Regions from separate parts of the Danio rerio genome. Here region 2 is linked to region 1. Evidence: chromatin contacts called from public Hi-C data. All regions are on one chromosome and are shown on one strand. Each heading gives the region's core, a stretch centred on a gene start, on an enhancer-like site or on the middle of the called end of the contact. The rest is flanking DNA. Distances are from core to core; before and after follow the strand shown.

Region 1 (3,629 bases), core at 599-3,098:
TTCATTCCAACATGGCCGCCGCGCCCTCTAGTGGCTGTTTGCCAAATTACACTAGAGTGTCACCTCTTGGTCATTCTAAGCTCTTTGCCGGTTTGTAAACATTCAGGATGCACATGCATCGAGGTTGCTGAGTTTAATTAACTATATATAACTGTTTTTGATCATTGCTGCAATCAAAAATGAGTAACGTGTATGATTCAGCAAAGCGTGAACCTGATATAAAATGAGAACTGTAGAGTCCAGCATTTATAATTAGGTCCTTACTCCATTCACTTCTTTTGATGGCAGCTTGCCAAATATGTCTGCGGTTGGTATTAAAAGCAGTGTGGTGTAGGATAAAATTTAAGTTTTCTATTTTTGGACTTTCGATTTTGGCATCCTACCACACAACTCGACATGTTTGCTTATGCAACCAGTCTTTTTTTGCAACCGGTATGCGCGGTAGAACCCATGTGACAGTATGTGTGACGTAGAGTATAAATTGTTAATTGGTAATTCCCCTAGCCAGAATTTTGCAGGCCCATAGCCAGCCTATTAAAAACAGTGGTTCTTTTTTCTCAAAAAGTGGACAATTTTGCAGTTATTTGAAGTTCAAATACTGCTTTTATTGAAATTTTAAGCGCTAATTAGTGCCGGATTAGCTTGTCAGATGATTATCATTATCACACAGTTTGATGCAACAAAAGTATTTTTTACATTTTTGTCAAAGAGCTTATCATACAATTTTTTTCATTTATTTATTTATTTTCTTTTTGGCTTAGTCCCTTTAGTAATCAGGGGTTGCCACAGCGAAATGAATCAGCAACATATCCAGCTTACGCTTTACGCGGCAGACATCCTTCCAGCCGCAACCCATGCACACTCGCATTCACTCACATACACTATGGCCATTTTAGCTTATTCAATTCACATATAGCGCATGTCTTTGGACTGTGGGCGAAACCGGAGCACCCAGAGGAAATCCACGTGAACACGGGGAGAACATGCAAACTCCACACAGAAATGCCTCCTGAGCCGGGACTCAAACCAGCAACCTTCTTGCTGTGAGGTGATCGTGCTACCTACTGCGCCACCGTGACACCCTATCATATTTTTGTTTACAAAAATGTATGTTTGTTTACAAATGTGAATTTAAACTGTTATTAGTTGTATATAATTTAATGAATGTTTTAATAAAAAAAATAATGCTAATTTATTATGGTCTATCATAAAACAAACAAACAAACAAACAAACAAACAAACAAACAAACAAACAAACAAACAAGCAAGCAGAATTGGGAATCTGTTAAAACTTATTTTAAATGAAAAATGTAGCATATAGGCAAATAACAAACTGGCCAGCTCATTTCCCCAGTCAGAATTTATCCATTTAAATAATAAAAGCCTTATTTTATTGGTTATTCCTCTAAAAGCCTTCTTCTATTGGTTATTTTCACATTTCATGATGGCATACTGTCAAAACTGCGACAAATGAGCTCATATACGAGACAAATTCTGGACTTTGTCAGAAGGGGAGTGGGTCTTGAACCACCCGAACCACCCCTGGCTACTAGCCTGTTTTGACATATATTTTGTACTATATTGAAAAAAAAAACGTTAATATCTAGTAAAAGTAAATGCGTACGTGTTGTTCACAGCCAAGTCTGTTACTTGATTTACTCAGGTCCAGACAGTACAACAATCCGACGAACACAGTGCGCCTTCCCCTTTAAGGAGCCCCCCCTTTTCTCCACAGCAGGGGGAGGCCGAGCCTAATCCTGGAACAGCGATTGAAAAAAAAAATCCACCAGTAGACTGTTTCAAGTTCCCCCAGCAGAAACTGTGCCTGATTTGTGGCCAATGCTGGAGATGTACGAAAAGGGAGGAAAACACTAAGCGGGTAGCTATGGAGATAGACCGTTTTCCTGGCCGCTTCCTTTGACAGGTGTTGAGTAGGTTAAAAGTCTTCAAACAGAGTCCACCATGTACGCCAAAGGGAAAGGAGCTGTCGTTCCGTCTGATAGTCAAGCCAGAGAGAAGTAAGTGAATTTGTGCATTGTCACATATTGAGGGGGGCAAAAGAAGCTGCACGGTCTCTGATGCCTGCGCTGCGTTAATACACGAGACGGACACTTTGCTTAGTAGTTTATTTGCAGATGTTGTCTCGCGCCGCTGTTTTTGTTTACGCATGCTGCTTGCTCTGCGTCTGAAGTAACTTTGTCTGGAGATGTTACCTGGGGGATTGAACCGTGCAGATGCGGAGTTTGTGGAGGCATTGGATCCGTGCATCATCATCATCATCATGTTGATGCTCAGATGCTCTTGTTTGGCACGAGATAATCAGGAGTCCCAGGGTATCATACTTGGTGCACAGAACAATGTTAGACTGTGGACGAGCTACTGTAAAACGGGGTGACAACAGAAAAGTTTTCAATTGTTTTACATCACCAAGAGTTGCTTGTTACTGTTACTCCTTCATGTTAGTTTTACTGTAAATCGTTTAGGATTCTCACTTAAAATTTTGAGTTCTCTTGAATTGATTGTGACTTTTTAGACTAGTTTTTATAGACATATAGAACAGGGTCATATATTTAGTGAAAATGTGACATATTGAGTTTCCACATTCATTGAAAACCTGAAAATATCAGGAGTCTAATGTTAAAGTGTTATTTATCTTAATCATTGAAAACCTGAAAAAATCAGGAGACTAACGTTAGAAGTATTATTTCCACACAAAGTCATTGAGAGTGTATAGGGGTGTTTTGTAGTTTGGCTTATGTCTGACATGTTTAATCAGCTGTGTGTTAGTCTTTGTGCTGTAAAAGACATGTAACATTACACTAATGAGTATAATTGCTTCATTCACAAGTTGGGTACCTGGCATGTGAATGAAAACTTGTTACTGAAATCTGTGAATGATTAAAAAAAACAAATCTTGATTGATAGTCATGAATGGTAGGAAATGTCATGAGTCAATTAATGTTGCAACTGTGTTTCAAAGAAATAGAGTATTGCATCTTAGCTAGATCTAATTAATAAGTTGACAGTACAAACTTGTGGAAGATAAACCCTTGTTTTTACTTCAGCATGTCTTGTAAGTGTCTGTTTTTAATCTACCATAGCAAAAATGTGACAACAAAGCTGATTTTCACTCAAGACTTCAAGTCTTCTTCAGTTTCTCATAATCCATCAAATTAAATTATAAAAAAACCAAACAAAAAGCGCTGATGCTTGTGAAACATTTCGTTTTATCGGTGTTGAAAACTACTAATATTTTTCTGGAAGCTATTTAAAACCATGGTACATGCATATTAAATTACTTATTTAATCGAAAGATTTTGTTTTAGATTAATTTTAGGTTCTTTTTGACTGAACTTGCAAAATTTTTACTTGTCCCTGAATCAGAAGCACTGATTGCAATAGTCATCCTTTGTAGACTATTCATATAGACATCCTTTATTATGAAACTTATGAATGAATGTTCAAGCTAAATGATGTGAGCAGTGTTAAAAATAAATAAGAAAATAAGGGAGTATGAATAAATATGAACCATTTTTACTGCCATTGTATGAATAAAAAAAAATGAAAATGGCAATACATTTTGAGCTTTTAAAATGCAATATAATCTAATTACAAGTACAGAATGATGA
Region 2 (3,342 bases), core at 424-2,923, 43 kb before region 1:
GAAATGTTGTTTTGGTTGTTCTAAAATGCTGTAACTATTCCAGCATTAGTGTTATTATATTATCAATTACCTCCAGAATTGTGTCAAACTTCAAACGCCACCACTTGTTCATTGCATGTCAGCATTGTCTTGTGAGGCGCAAGTCATTTATTAAATGAAGTAAAGATTCATGCAGCTTGATCATACTGCAGCAAATTCTGTTTTTACTTTTCATATTTGGTGCCATTAATCAGGAAGTGACAATTTTGTTCTCTTTGGGTGCTTTCACACCTGCCTAATTTAGTTTGGTTGAATCGCACTAGAGTTAGTTTTCCCTCTTGGTGCGATTTGTTTGAGCAGGTGTGAATGTAGCAATTGTACTCGAGTGCACACCAAAAACGGACGAAAAAAGCGTACCAAGACCTCCTTCAAGAGGTGGTCTCGGTACGCTTTCAAACGAACCCTGGAGCAGTTCGTTTGTGGTGAGAATATGATTCGAATTAAAATAGACCAAACTGCAAAAAGTACTGTGCCTTTTGGACTAATCCAGCTGCCGTAGGCCAATGCGCTCTGCATTATGAAATGTGACAGTGCTTTGCCAACAATTTTAAACAGAGAGAGAGGGGGAAACTTGATGAATTGTTGGTAATATTTCCGGAAGATGACCATATCACAGTTTAGTTAAATTAATTCACGTCTCCTCCTGAAGTGACGTGCGATGCACCTTCGCAATTTGCAATGCATTAAAACATTGTTTTCCAGCCGCACTTTATTCTCGAAATGTATAGTTTGCCTAAAGTGATGTATACAAACTATATAGTAGAGGGAGTATGAGCAGGGATACAATCAGTCAGTGCAGTCATCCCTCTATAGTCAAAAGGGACATTTTGTGTCTAACGGTTTGTTTAATTGCAGGAGTTCCATTGGCATTTTCCTGCACGTGAATTCTGAACAATAAAATTGCAATGTTAGAAAATATGTTTAACAACATCTGGCCAATAAGTGATGTGGATTTTGTCAGATGACTGCATTTTGGTTCGGATCAAAGCAATCAGTGTGGTGTGAAAACGACCCAAAGATGGCAGAAAATGCTACAATGTATTATTTTCTTGCCCTTGATCCGGACCAAATGATGCAAACTGCAGATGTGAAAGCACCCTTTGACTCGTTGGATGGAAGCGCTTATTTATTCGCACGTCTTTTATGCGATAATCCAATAATGTGCATAGATGTTATTGCCATTTTTTGATGGAAACATGTATACTGTATAGCAGATATTAATTTACGCATATTTTTAATTTAGTATTTTTAAGTTTGGACTTTATAATGCTAGTGTGAACGCCAACTGAATCAGGACCAAATGTGTCAATTTTATTGTTGATGCAGACCAGACAGACCAAGAGAACTCTACTGAACACACCCTTAGTTTATCTAATTTCTCTCTTTTGGTTTTGACTAGCTCTGCTTCAAGACTCAAAGCAGTAGGCCACCGCTTGATTATCAACAATACTGATTGAATTTGACATTTGAATCAAATCACATCAAAATGACCTTGACTAATTTATACCCACCTTGGTCATTTCCCGGATAGATATGCGTGCGTCTAAACACGTCGACACAATGGTAGCCATTAACACTAACATCTCCCTGAGTATGTGCAAGCCTGCTCTGTTAGACAGTGAGGGGTGCGGGGTCCCGCAAGGCCCTAATAGGGATCATATGTGGAGTCAGCATGTAGACAGAATCCAAGACCTCTGGCCGCGCAGAAAAAAACCCTGTCAGCAGCGGATCCCGGCCAGCCAAACGGCTAAAAGGCTGAGATTTGATTTGATGACTTTGCACCTCTACCTCCTCTTTGCACTTAATCTTTTTTTTTTCTCCTCTGTTGTCTAACCTGTGGTGCCGAGGTGGTCGAAGATGAGCTGTCTGCTGCAGGGTCCTAATCTAATATAATTATGGCTTCTCACCAAATCATCCCAGTGGAATCATCTGCAGTCTTTGGTTTCTCTGTGTAACAGCAAGTGAGATACAGTAATGTTGAGTTCACGGACGACGAGGCTGCTAAGAAGAGACAGAATTGGTTTTGAATGTCCAAATTATGTGTCCTGGCTACATAGAGACAACACACTCAAGGCGCGACACGAGGTCCGGCTTCAGATATTCTTTTAAAACTATTGTACTAATGTGCTCTTTTTGAAATAGTTTGCAATTGTTTGCTTTTGATTGTCTGCTATATTTAAAGCATCACAACTACAACAACAGTTTGTGTTATGTTAATAGACAAAAAATAAAGACATTGTCTTCAGCAGCATCTTTGTTTTGTTGCGTAATTCAGTGCTCTGCAAAGGCTGTTCTCACAAATAATTCTGTGGGCTTAATTATATCATGAGACTGCGAAAGATGCACTTAGTATTTTAAACACTTATCACGTGAGATAAATCTAGCCTAATCAAAGCCTTTTCACTGAGGAGATCATCTTATGTAAGCACATTTTGAAACGTCCAAAATATTTGCCTTTAATAATTACGTTCAATGCCTTTTAGTAAGTAAATCATTCAGCACATTTAAATGAGAAATACCTGTTCAGAAATATTTCCGTTGTCAGCACAGTTACATATATACACTCACCTGCCACTTTATTAGGTACACCTTATTAATACTGGGCTGGACCCCCTTTTGCCTTCAGAACTGCCTTAATCCATGGTGGCATAGATTCAACAAGGTACTGGAAATATTCCTCAGAGATTTTGGTCTCTTTTAACTTGATAGTGTCACGCAGTTGCTGCAGATTTGTCAGCCACAAACAACAGTGTGAGATGATTCATGCTTTATGACGCGTTATCCTGCTGGAAGTATAGCCATCTGATGATGGGTAAACTGTGATCATAAAGGGATAGACATGGTCAACAAAAATACTCAGGTAGGCTGTGGTGTTGACACTATGCTTAATTGGTACTTATAAGCCTAAAGTGTGCCAAGAGTTTATCCCCCACACCATCACACCACAAGCTTTAACCGTTGATACAAGGCAGGATGAATCCATGCTTTCATGTTGTTGATGCCAAATGCTGACCCTACCATCCGAATGTCGCAGCAGAAATCGAGAGTCATCAGACCAGGCAGTGTTTTTCCAATCTTCTGTTGTCTAATTTTGGTAAGCTTGTGCAAATTGTAGCCTTAGTTTTCTGTTCTTAGCTGACAGGAGTATCACCAGGTGTGGTCTTCTGCTGCTGTAGCTCTTCCGTCTCAAGGTTTGATGTGTTGTGAGTTCAGAGATGCTCTTCTGCATACCTTGGTTGTAACGAGTGGTTATTTGAGTAACTGTTGCCTTTTTATAAGCTTGAATCAGTCTGGCCAATCTCC

Evidence for each region. Hi-C and Micro-C count contacts between places; a contact is called where the count stands out from the background.
Region 2: a contact with region 1 is called in a Hi-C map of embryo, with 3 times the contacts expected there. The contact joins the enhancer-like site here to the promoter of zgc:110158 in region 1. A contact is called at or near these places in 10 of 18 Hi-C or Micro-C datasets (caudal fin, embryo, fibroblasts and 3 more) and 3 of 4 datasets of contacts at active chromatin or transcription factors (caudal fin, embryo and gastrula embryo).

Annotation. Positions count from the first base shown.
Region 1 is chr2:44,776,565-44,780,193 of GRCz12tu, reverse strand. zgc:110158 reads left to right here and starts at 1,848. Exons shown (of 18, transcript NM_001362582.1): 1 at 1,848-2,018. The coding sequence starts at 1,963.
Region 2 is chr2:44,819,967-44,823,308 of GRCz12tu, reverse strand. It overlaps LOC141378655 (a long non-coding RNA gene), which reads left to right. Exons shown (of 2, transcript XR_012393574.1): 2 at 1-2,290. Among named protein-coding and RNA genes, the nearest start is that of zgc:110158, 43 kb to the right of the region's middle. Within about 2 kb of position 1,673, at least 3 of the 62 cell types and tissues checked have an H3K27ac peak or open chromatin away from gene starts, as enhancers often do.